Linked DNA regions of Sus scrofa: region 2 is linked to region 1. The links are chromatin contacts, called in public Hi-C maps. All regions are on one chromosome and are shown on one strand. The core of a region is the stretch at or near the end of the contact, and the rest is flanking DNA. Distances in the headings are between cores, read along the strand shown. Region 1 has its middle 59 kb from the start of FYN. Region 2 has its middle 64 kb from the start of WISP3.

Region 1 (5,054 bases), core at 822-3,321:
TTGAGTGTGAAATACACACTGAGATTTTGAAGATGTGCTACAAAAAACTTCCAATCATGGAGTTCCCTTAGTGGCTCAGTGGTTATCAATCCCGACTAGGATCTGTGAGGATGCGGGTTTAATCCCCGGCCCCGCTCTGTGGGTTAAGAATCTGGCGTTGCCAAGAGCTGTGGTGTATGTCACAGATGTGGCTCAGATCCCGCATTGCTGTGGCTGTGATATAGGCCAGCAGCTGCAGCTCTGATCAACCCCTAGCCCGGGAACCTTCATATGCCGCCGATGAGGCCCTAAAAAGAAAAAAAAAAATTTCCAATCATTTTTAATATTGACTGCATAGTGATATAATATTTTAGATATGTATTAGGTTAAAGTACATTATCAAAATTAATTCCAGTGGTCTTTTTTTCTTACTTTCTTTTAACATGGCTTCTAGGAAATTATAATTACACATGCTTCTTGCTTTCTATTTCAGCTGAATAACACTGATTTGAACCTTCATTTCTTCGCTTGTTACTGGTGGTGGTACCTGGGTCCTGGAGGGTCTAGATGGAAATAAACAGTGTGGCAATGAGATGACACCCAGGGTAAAGCATTAGGGTGACTCCCTGATGACTGAGAAACTTTAGTTTTAGGAAACGTGAGGTGTGCTCACAAGAAACCCAGGCTAATTAGTTCTGACCTGGGTACCACTTGACCTCTCTGTGCCTCGGGTCATTAATCTGCAAAATGGGAGGGCAGGGCTCAATTCCTGCATGATGAAGTAAGACCAGGGAGGGTCTTTAACTGCAGTCATTTTCCATTACTCCAAATTCAAGAATAATTCTGCTAAAAATAATCAGGATTAACCTCATAGGTCTTTTTTTTTTTTTTTTCATGGAAGTTCCCAGGCTAGCAGTTTGAATCAGAGCTGCAGCTGCTGGTCTATACCACAGGCACAGCAATGCGGGATCTGAGCCACATCTGCAACTTACACCACAGCTCACAGCAAAGCCAGATCCTTAACCCGCTGAGCAAGGCCTGGGATCAAAGCCACATCCCCATGGATAGTAGTCAGGTTAGTTACCGCTGAGCCACACAGGAACTCTGAACCTCATAGGTCTTTATCTTCAGCCAGCTGAGGCCCATCCTGAGAAGTGCAGTTACTTATCTGTCAGTTCTGCTTCTGTTCTCGTGGAAACAAACCTGTAGGTTCTTCTGCGGTTCGTTAACACAGTTAAATACACAGAGAATGCGGAGAGCAGGCTGGGCAAAACAGTCAGACCTCATTGCCCTCATGAGGGCTCAGCGAACAATGTGAAAACAAAAAAAACCTAAAGATGAGATTTAGAGGGAACTATATTTGCTTTCCTTGGAAGCTACAGATGAAACATCTACTACTGTGCCATTAACCTACTAATTAAGAAATTCCAGGTTTTATAACAATGTATCATAAAGACCACTCCCATGAAACCCAACTTTCCCTTTTCAAAAATCAAATACCCCCCCACCAAAACAGCATTACATCTCCAGAATGTTAATTTCTGTTTAAAAGAGGATGTTAAAAGCAGACAAAACTACAGATAGACCGACACTTCCATTTCTAAACAAAGCTGCGACTGACTCAAGGCAACCTCAGTCAGCAGCAGTGCTGGTGCTGAAAATCGGCAACTTCCCTAAAAAGTATCAAAACATATGAATTGGCCGCCACCATTAAAAAGTTGGAATGATTAACGCCCAGGTGGAGATCTCTGGTGGTGCAGAGCCACATCTGTCAGAGGCCCAGCAGCACTGCCCCTTTCAGGTGTGAATGGCTTGTGTTTCTCCAGCTGCACAGCCCCACCCTTGCTGACCTTCCCTGTTTACAGACCCACCAGCCAGGCAGGTGTTCTCTAAGGCAAGAACCATAGGGAGGGAGCCACAGCCAGGGCTGGGGGTGGGAGGGAACAGAAATGAGTACAGAATCCTGGCTCTAAGCCTGACAGATCTGGCTTGATCTTGGCTGCACTTTGGGAGCTGGGTGACCCTGAGTAAGTCACTTCGCTTGCTGTTGCGAGGGAAGCTAAATGAAAGGAAAGTGAAAGGAGTTCTCTAAGTAAGGGGCCTATGTGGTACCTGGCATGTGGTAAGCGTTCTGTTGAAGTTACTCCTCCTTATTCTCAAGGTGAGAAAGAAAACTGTTTAGCATAATCCATTATCATGGCAAAATCTAGCTGACGATCAAAGAAGTGGCTTAAAAATCATCACTGTGAGAATATGAAGGCCTACCTCATTCACCATGAAGAAGTGACAAGGTGAAAAAAAAGAGAAGCTTGATCAAGCACTACCCCACTGTAGTAAGTGATGCAGGTGAGGACTATCCAATGATGCTCAAAGCACTGGATGAAAGGTGGGTAGGGAACAAGACGTTGCCAAAGGACCCAGGTACCAGCCTGCAGATGCCTTACTGAGAGTGAACCTGGACATGGGTGAGGTCTGTTTACCAACGAGATCTATGGTTATCTATGGGATTGAACTTAGCACTGGGGATGGTGGGACAAGTTGAAGTCTTGCCCTGATGTGCTGTACTATCAAGCATGCAATACCACCTATGAAGTACTCTTGCCAAAAGAGGCTTAACCTACATCTAATAACAAGCCTCTAGATCTAACAATTTTCAGGAAGTGAGGAGTAAGTTCAATAACACCATGAAGAAGCAGAAGAGCCCAGAAGGTAAGATGTTCTATACCAGAGTCAGCTGGGGACAACTGGGATAGTTTAAATATGGACTGGATATTGGGTAATATTATGGAGTTATTGTTAAATTTCTTACTTGCTAATAATATTGTGGTTATGTAGATGAATGTCCTTATACTTAGGAGATACTTGATGAAACATTTACAGGTAAGGCGTCAAGAAGTTTGCAACTTTCAAATGTTGTAGCAAAAATTTATATACTGTATGCTATATATAATACATATTATATATATCATGCATATTATATATTACACATTATTACATACATGTAATTGGAAGAGGGAATAAAAAAGGCAAATGTGACAAATTTAGAACAATTGGTGAATCTAAGTAAAGGATATATACGTATTTCCTTTATCATTCTCCCACACCAGTGGGTTTGAAAATCTTCAAAATAAAAAACTAAGAAACTGGAAGAGAAAGAAGGGAAAGAAAAACCAGGAAAGAAAAAAAAAAAGAGATCAGATACTATTACTACGTCTTCTTTTCATAATCTCCTAACATTTATATTCAGGTCAGCTTTACGTGTGCTTTTTCATACAACATGGTTTTATTTTTACCAAATAAATTTCATGTGTGCTCATTCAAACTGATGTAGAGATGAGGAAAAAAACAAAAACAAAACTGATGCAGTCACTGTCTTGGCTTCTTTGTTGGCTGATATCAAAACCAGACTTTCAACAAAGCTCCAACAGGCTGTAGATGTGTATCAGGTAGGTATGAAGCCTAAAATACTGTACCTCAAACCCCTGAAAAAAAATTTTTTTTGTCATCGTGTCCCTTTTAGGGCTGCACCCTCGGGCATATGCAGGTTCCCAGGCTAGGGGTCTAATCGGAGCTATTGCCACCGGCCTACGCCAAAGCCACAGCAACACCAGATCTGAGCTGCGTCTTCAACCTACACCACAGCTCATGGCAACATCACACCCTGAACCCACTGAGTGAGGCCAGGGATTGAACCCTCAACCTCATGGTTCCAAGTCGGATTTGTTTCCGCTGTGCCATGATGGGAACTCCTCAAACTCCTGAAATTGATGCCTAATTCCCCCTCTGGATGGCGTTTAAGTCAGTTAGATTGGATCAAGGGCTATGGGTGGAGCATCCTCTTTGATCTCTTCCAAAAATAGCCCCCCTCCCCCGACCTGCACCGGGCAGTTGAGAGAGGAATGACAGGCCCAGGATGCTGGGAAGCTGGGCCACTGAGGTTTCCGAGAGACTGGTCCCTCTGGGGCATCTGCACCTGAACTCTGGAGCACAGAGCAGCAATGTCATAATCTGAGGAGCAGCCCTTCTGAATTCAATCTTACCACAGCTCCCATAGAAAGGAGAATCAATTCTGTGGTGCTTTTAAGCTGGAGAGGGCCATGAAGTCCCGGATTCAGAAAGAGTGTGCACGGGCCTGGCTCTGCTGCACATCAGCACCACCACCTCAGAGCAGTGCTTCTTAGTGGGGGTGCAATGAATGCTGTTTGGGGATACTTCTTCCCCGGGCAGGGCTGTCCCAGATACAGCAGGACATCTACCATTCCTGCCCCACCTGTCTCTCCATATGCCATCATGAGAGCCAGATGACAAACACCCACATACTCCCAAACACCCTCTGCCTGAAACACAGGCTATATTCTCCAAGCCTTAGATTACATGTGGGCCTAATACCTGCTCCACCACCTAAGAAGAGGTCTGGGAGGAGCAAATACACCACAGCTCCTCATGAACTTAAATGAGTGCTACAAATGGTATGTATCATCCCATGCATTCACATGGCAGCCTGCCAGTCAGGGGCAAGGCTGGGGAGGTGGGGTGGTCCCACCCCCTGGATCCCAGGGGGCTGCATCACAGTGTCAGTGCTCCTGCCATGTACTAGGACACATGATAGCTACTTTTGCTGAAAATGGTCCCCCTTCCAAAGTGAAAAACTGCTCCATAAGTGTTGCTGCAGGAAAACCACATCACGGTGTGAATTTTAGGGCCAATTCTAAATATATGGGCTATTGGAGCAGAAGAGCAGGAGGAGCGGCCTCGGCCCCGAAGCAGCTTCAAAGAACCCGGTTTAGGAGTTCCCGTCGTGGCGCAGTGGTTAACGAATCCGACTAGGAACCATGAGGTTGCGGGTTCGATCCCTGGCCTTGCTCAGTGGGTTAAGGATCTGGCGCTGCCGTGAGCTGTGGTGTAGGTCACATATACATCTCAGATCTCATGTTGCTGTGGCTGTGGTGTAGGTGGGTGGCTACCGTTCTGATTAGACGCCTAGCCTGGGAGTCTCCATATGCTGCAGGTACAGCCCTAGAAAAAGACAAAAAAAAAAAAAAAAAACCACAAAAAAAAACCTGGTTTAGAATGGC
Region 2 (5,054 bases), core at 1,579-4,078, 240 kb after region 1:
GGCATGAGCACTGGGGAACTTGGGTGGTAGAAGGGTATTTGGGGTGGGAGAGGGAAAGGTTGGGTAAAGCTTTGCACACTTTAGAAGTCAGGTGTGACAGGATGTCATAATGGGGCCCTGAAGCCAGAGGAAGTACTGTGACATTCAACATGTGTGTGGGATGTTCACAGATAAGGGACCAAACAAATCTAGTGACAAATGTATTTCCCAAGCCAGAAATGTTGCATCTTTGGACCCATATTGGCCAGAGTATTTAATCTGTATGGTGGAAATATGTGTTAGTGCTGACCTGCATATCTGAAAAAGGAACATTTTATTTTAAAGCTAGTAAGGAAAAGAAATCTTAAGAATAAAACCGAGAAACTTCAAAGATCTGAGCTTTCTATATAAGGACAGAAGCTTTTTTTTTTTTTTTTTTTTTTTTCCTGTAAGTGGAACAGATTATCAGCTTGGGGATGTAGAGCCTCTTTACGAATCTTAAACCCAACTGCAGAGAAGCCGACATTGAAACTGGAGAAGGCGAGTTTGTGTCCTTAGAGAGCTCTGATGATGTTTAGGCTGAGCTTTCGGTTAAACGTTTTGAGACCTGTTAAGAATTGTAAACTCTCCTTTCTCTTAGTTCGGCTGCTGTAAAACAGAAAAACAAAAGCAAGGGTCAGAGAGTTGCTCACTTGGAGAAGACCCCAGGAAGGACCAAATAATTCATCAAGTGAAGCAGATGTGGTCCAGAAAAAAAAAGACTAACTGGAGAAAATCCATCTGAAGACCAGGCTCTTTGTTGACAGCTGGCCAGAAAGACATCCCAGGATTTCTACACACTCTGAAAATGTAGAAATGGGTGACCCATCACCCTCTGTATAGGAAAAATTGGTTTACTTTATATGTATAATATATATTGAATATAGAATGTTTGCTTTAAAAAATCATATTTATTGGCATTCTCATTGTGGCTCAGTAGGTTAAGAACCCAATTAGTATCCATGAGGATGCAGGTTCCATCACTGGCCCTCACTCAATGGGTTAAGGATCTGGCATTGCCATGAGCTGCGGAGTAGCTTGTGGATGTGGCTGGGCTCTGGCATTGCTGTGGCTTCCTGGGAACCTACATATACAGGGGGCAGCCATAAAAAGACAAAAAATAACAACAATAACATTTATTGATCTTACCTTCACTATAGAGAAGTATGAAGAGGTAAACAAAAGGATAGGCTATAATCTCACTTTGATAAATAGATCAGTGAACAAATCTATCCATGGTCACAAAATACAAATATACAGAAAGGCCTAATTCTTTTTTTTTTCTTTTTGTCTTTTTGCTATTTCTTGGGCCGCTCCCGCGGCATATGGAGGTTCCCAGGCTAGGGGTCTAATCTGAGCTGTAGCCACCGGCCTACGCCAGAGCCACAGCAACGCGGGATCCGAGCTGTGTCTGCAACCTACACCACAGCTCACGGCAACGCTGGATCGTTAACCCTCTGAGCAAGTGCAGGGACCAAACCCACAAACCTCATCGTTCCTAGTTGGATTCGTTAACCACTGTGCCACGACGGGAAGTCCCAAGAAAGGCCTAATTCTTGATTTATTTGTTTGGCTTCTGATTGATGGACAGTCTATTTGTTCCCCCTCCCACTCTTTTTTTTTTTTTTTTTTTTTATATTACAAATCTTGCTGCTGTGAATATCCTTGTATGAACAAGGTGAACATCTTGGTGAACTTCCACTCAGATACCCAGTGGGCAAGTTCCTAGCACTAGGAAGGCCAAGTCAAGGGACATGCATAAAAATTGTAACAGATCATAGCTACCCTTTACTGAATAGGTACTTTGGGCCAAGAAAACGTCTATGTATTATTTTGCATCCTCATAAAAACCTTTCAAGGTCATGAATATCATTTGTGATCACAGGGGAGGGTGACCTGAAATTCAGGCAGGAGGAGGGGTCTACCTTGGGTAAGAGCTGCTGGTGGCAGAACTGGAGTTTGGTCTGAGTCTTTCTGTCTTGGAACTGACATGGCCACACAAGGGTAACAAATAACATTGAGGAGATTGCCAAACTGGAAGGACCTTGGCCATCTCCTAGTCCAAGGCTTTCCATCCCAGACATGGCAGGGAGACTTCAAGCTCAGTGTTTTGCCAAAGGCGATGTTGCTAGGTTGTACAGGGAGCTGCCTTCTAGGACAGAGCCCTTACAAGGGCACTAAGGGGTTTGCACGCTGGGGCCAGAGAGGTTCTTCTTCCCAGGAAAAGCTCGGATGAAGCATAGAAATTCAGAGCTGCTCTGCTTGAATGGAGGGAGGCAGCCCAGTGCCTGCCTATCCATTTTTCTCCACCTGTTCTGTCCCTGTCTTGGCCCCTCTGCGGAACACAGTTTGAAAACCACGCTCTGCACCACAGCTGCTGTGCCTTCCACGTTAATGATCCTTACTGTCCTGGGCAATACCCAAAGCTCTGAATTGTTCCTGCAAGTGTCTGAGTGGGGCGGGGGGGGGGGGGGGGGGGGGGGGGACGGCACCCTTCCTGCTGCTGTTCCCTTGGCCTCATCTTCCTGCCTAGGGGAGGCCTGGCCTTGCTCCTTGCTCATGCTTCTTGCCTTCCGGACAGGCTATTACAGATGCATTTAGGACCCTGGCAGGGTTGTAAAAACGCACTATGATTAATCCTAGCCGAAAAGTCAGAAAGCATAAGAAAGACGAGATAATCAAAACATTTTAAAATGTGAAACTATCTTCTGCCTGGGGCGGCGTCGGCGGAGAATTACAGCTGCTAAATGACCCAGTGCGATAAGCATTCTCCGCGGAGCCACCACGAGAGGATGGGCGAAAACAGCAGGAGCCGCGCCTCTGCAGAGGAAGCCAAACAGGAAATTTGATGTGAATCATCAGAAAGCAGACCGTGCAGAAAGGGGCGCTTCATCAGATGGGGCGCATGGTGGTGTGCTGTTTAGGGCAGAGGATGGAAGATGGAGCCTTCGCTGGGTCTTAGTTAGAGGCGCCGGGCGTCCGTGGTTTGCGCGAGACTGAGATGAACAGATTCTGCTGCGGGAGGAGGGACTGTTTCGGAAACTGCAAATGAACTTCAGCTTTGGGCACTAGGAGAGGAGGCCAGATTGATGCCCCAGTGATGCCAGGTGTTCTGTGTCTGAGATGCTGAGAAAACCTTCAGCAGACCGCGCGTGACCTCAGCTTATTTCCTAGTCAGTTATCCATCAATTTCTGTGTCACCTGCCCCATGGGGGTTGGGAGGCAGATCGCATTTTCGCACTTCTGGCAGACATGGAGCAATCAGTTTCCTAAAATTAGGCAGGGTTCCATTCAGTAAGACCTTCACGAAAAGTGAGGCCGCCTGCAGGCTTTGGCCCTGTGTGGCGTCCCACAGCCCCTCCTCTGCTGCGGGAACTGGCCTCTCCCCACAGGGAGGAGGTAAGAGGGAAAGGTGGGAACATGTCATCTGGGACTGTGATGCTGTCTGGAAAGCTGGAGTGCCCTGAACACTGAGACAGCCCAGGATTCCTTTTCCCCAGAAGGGGATTCTGGAGGCAACACTGCCTCTTGCTCACACCAGCTCCCCTTCCCAGCTTCAGAACTGACTACTCTTGCAGGCCCATGGATGCAAGCTTGGGATGCCAGGACCAGGAGGTCAAGGTGGTTTTGAAGATGTTCAAGTCATTTCCCAAGAGGATATCAATAACTGCTGCAGGCTGAAATGAAGGCAGAGAAAGTCTGCTAGAAGGAGTCCTGGACTTGGACTCTGGAGAGAGGCTTCAAGGTCTCCTTTCACCACTGGGCTCTTGGGCTTCACTCTTCATCTCTTTTCTTTCCTGTTATATAAAGAGGCTGGACTAGGAGATGGCTGGGGCCATTCCACCAACACTGGTGGAAGGACACTCTCTCCTCACTGTGCCCCCATCCTCAATCTCTCCCCACTCCTGGCCACCTCCTGTAATAATAAATCTAACACTGCGTGTCTACTATGGCACTACCTGTAGTGCTTAACAGACAGGAGCTCACTCAATCCTCATAGAATCCTGTGGGGTTAATACTATTTTTCTACCTTCCCAGACAAAGGAACTGAGGCACAGAGAAATTTGGTAACTAGTTCAGGGCCACACAGGTAGGAAGTGGCCAAGCCAGAACCGAAAAGTCCTACTGCCTCGAAAGTGAACAGTCATTCAAAGATGGGCAACAGACTTGAATAGACACATCACCAAAGAAGATATACAAATGGCCAATAAGCTCCTGAAAAGATATTCAACATTGCTAACCATTAGGAAAATGTAAATCACAACCATAGTGAGACACACCACTTTACACACAAAAGAATGGTCATCATCGAAAAACCTGAGAAAGTTTTAAGCATTGGTGAGGATGTGGAGAAATTGGAACCCTTGTGCTTCGTTGGGGGCAAAGCATCCATAAAATAGTGCTGCTGCTGTGGAAACCAATTTGGTAGTTCTTCAAAAAGTTAAACGTAGAGCTACCATATTGATCTGGCAGTTCCATGTCCTAGATAAATATCCCAAAGAACTGAAAGCATGGACCCAAACAGATACTTATAGACCAATATTCATAGCAGCATTACTCACAATAGCCAAAAAAAAAAGTGGAGACAACCCAAATGTTCATCAATGCACGAATGGATAAACACAATGTAGTATAAATGTAAAATAGAATATTATTCAGCCTTAAGAAGGAATGACACCACTTCACACTGGTCAGAATGGCCATCATTAGTAAGTCTACAAATGCCAGAGAGGGTATGGAGAAAAGAGAACCCTTCTGCACTGTTGGTGGGAATGTAAATTGGTACAACCACCATGAAAACAGTATGGAGATAGTTCAGAAAACTAAATATAGAACTACCATATGATCTAGCAATACCACTCCTGGGCATGTATCTAGACAAAACTTTCATTGAAAAATATGCATGCTCCCCTATGCTCATTGCAGCACTGTTCACAACAGCCAAGACAAGGAAACAACCTAAATGTCCATCAACAGATGAATGGATTAAGAAGATGAGGTACATGTACACAGTGGGATACTACTCAGCCATAAAA

What was found. Hi-C and Micro-C count contacts between places; a contact is called where the count stands out from the background.
Region 2: a Hi-C map of blood shows a contact between it and region 1, with 5 times the contacts expected there. The contact joins two enhancer-like sites. A contact is called at or near these places in 1 of 47 Hi-C or Micro-C datasets (blood) and 2 of 2 datasets of contacts at active chromatin or transcription factors (alveolar macrophages and skeletal muscle).

What each region holds. Positions count from the first base shown.
Region 1 is chr1:77,698,755-77,703,808 of Sscrofa11.1, forward strand. It overlaps a transcript of FYN not described here. Among named protein-coding and RNA genes, the nearest start is that of FYN, 59 kb to the left of the region's middle. Within about 2 kb of position 2,072, at least 7 of the 83 cell types and tissues checked have an H3K27ac peak or open chromatin away from gene starts, as enhancers often do.
Region 2 is chr1:77,938,668-77,943,721 of Sscrofa11.1, forward strand. No RefSeq gene overlaps it. Among named protein-coding and RNA genes, the nearest start is that of WISP3, 64 kb to the right of the region's middle. Within about 2 kb of position 2,829, at least 15 of the 83 cell types and tissues checked have an H3K27ac peak or open chromatin away from gene starts, as enhancers often do.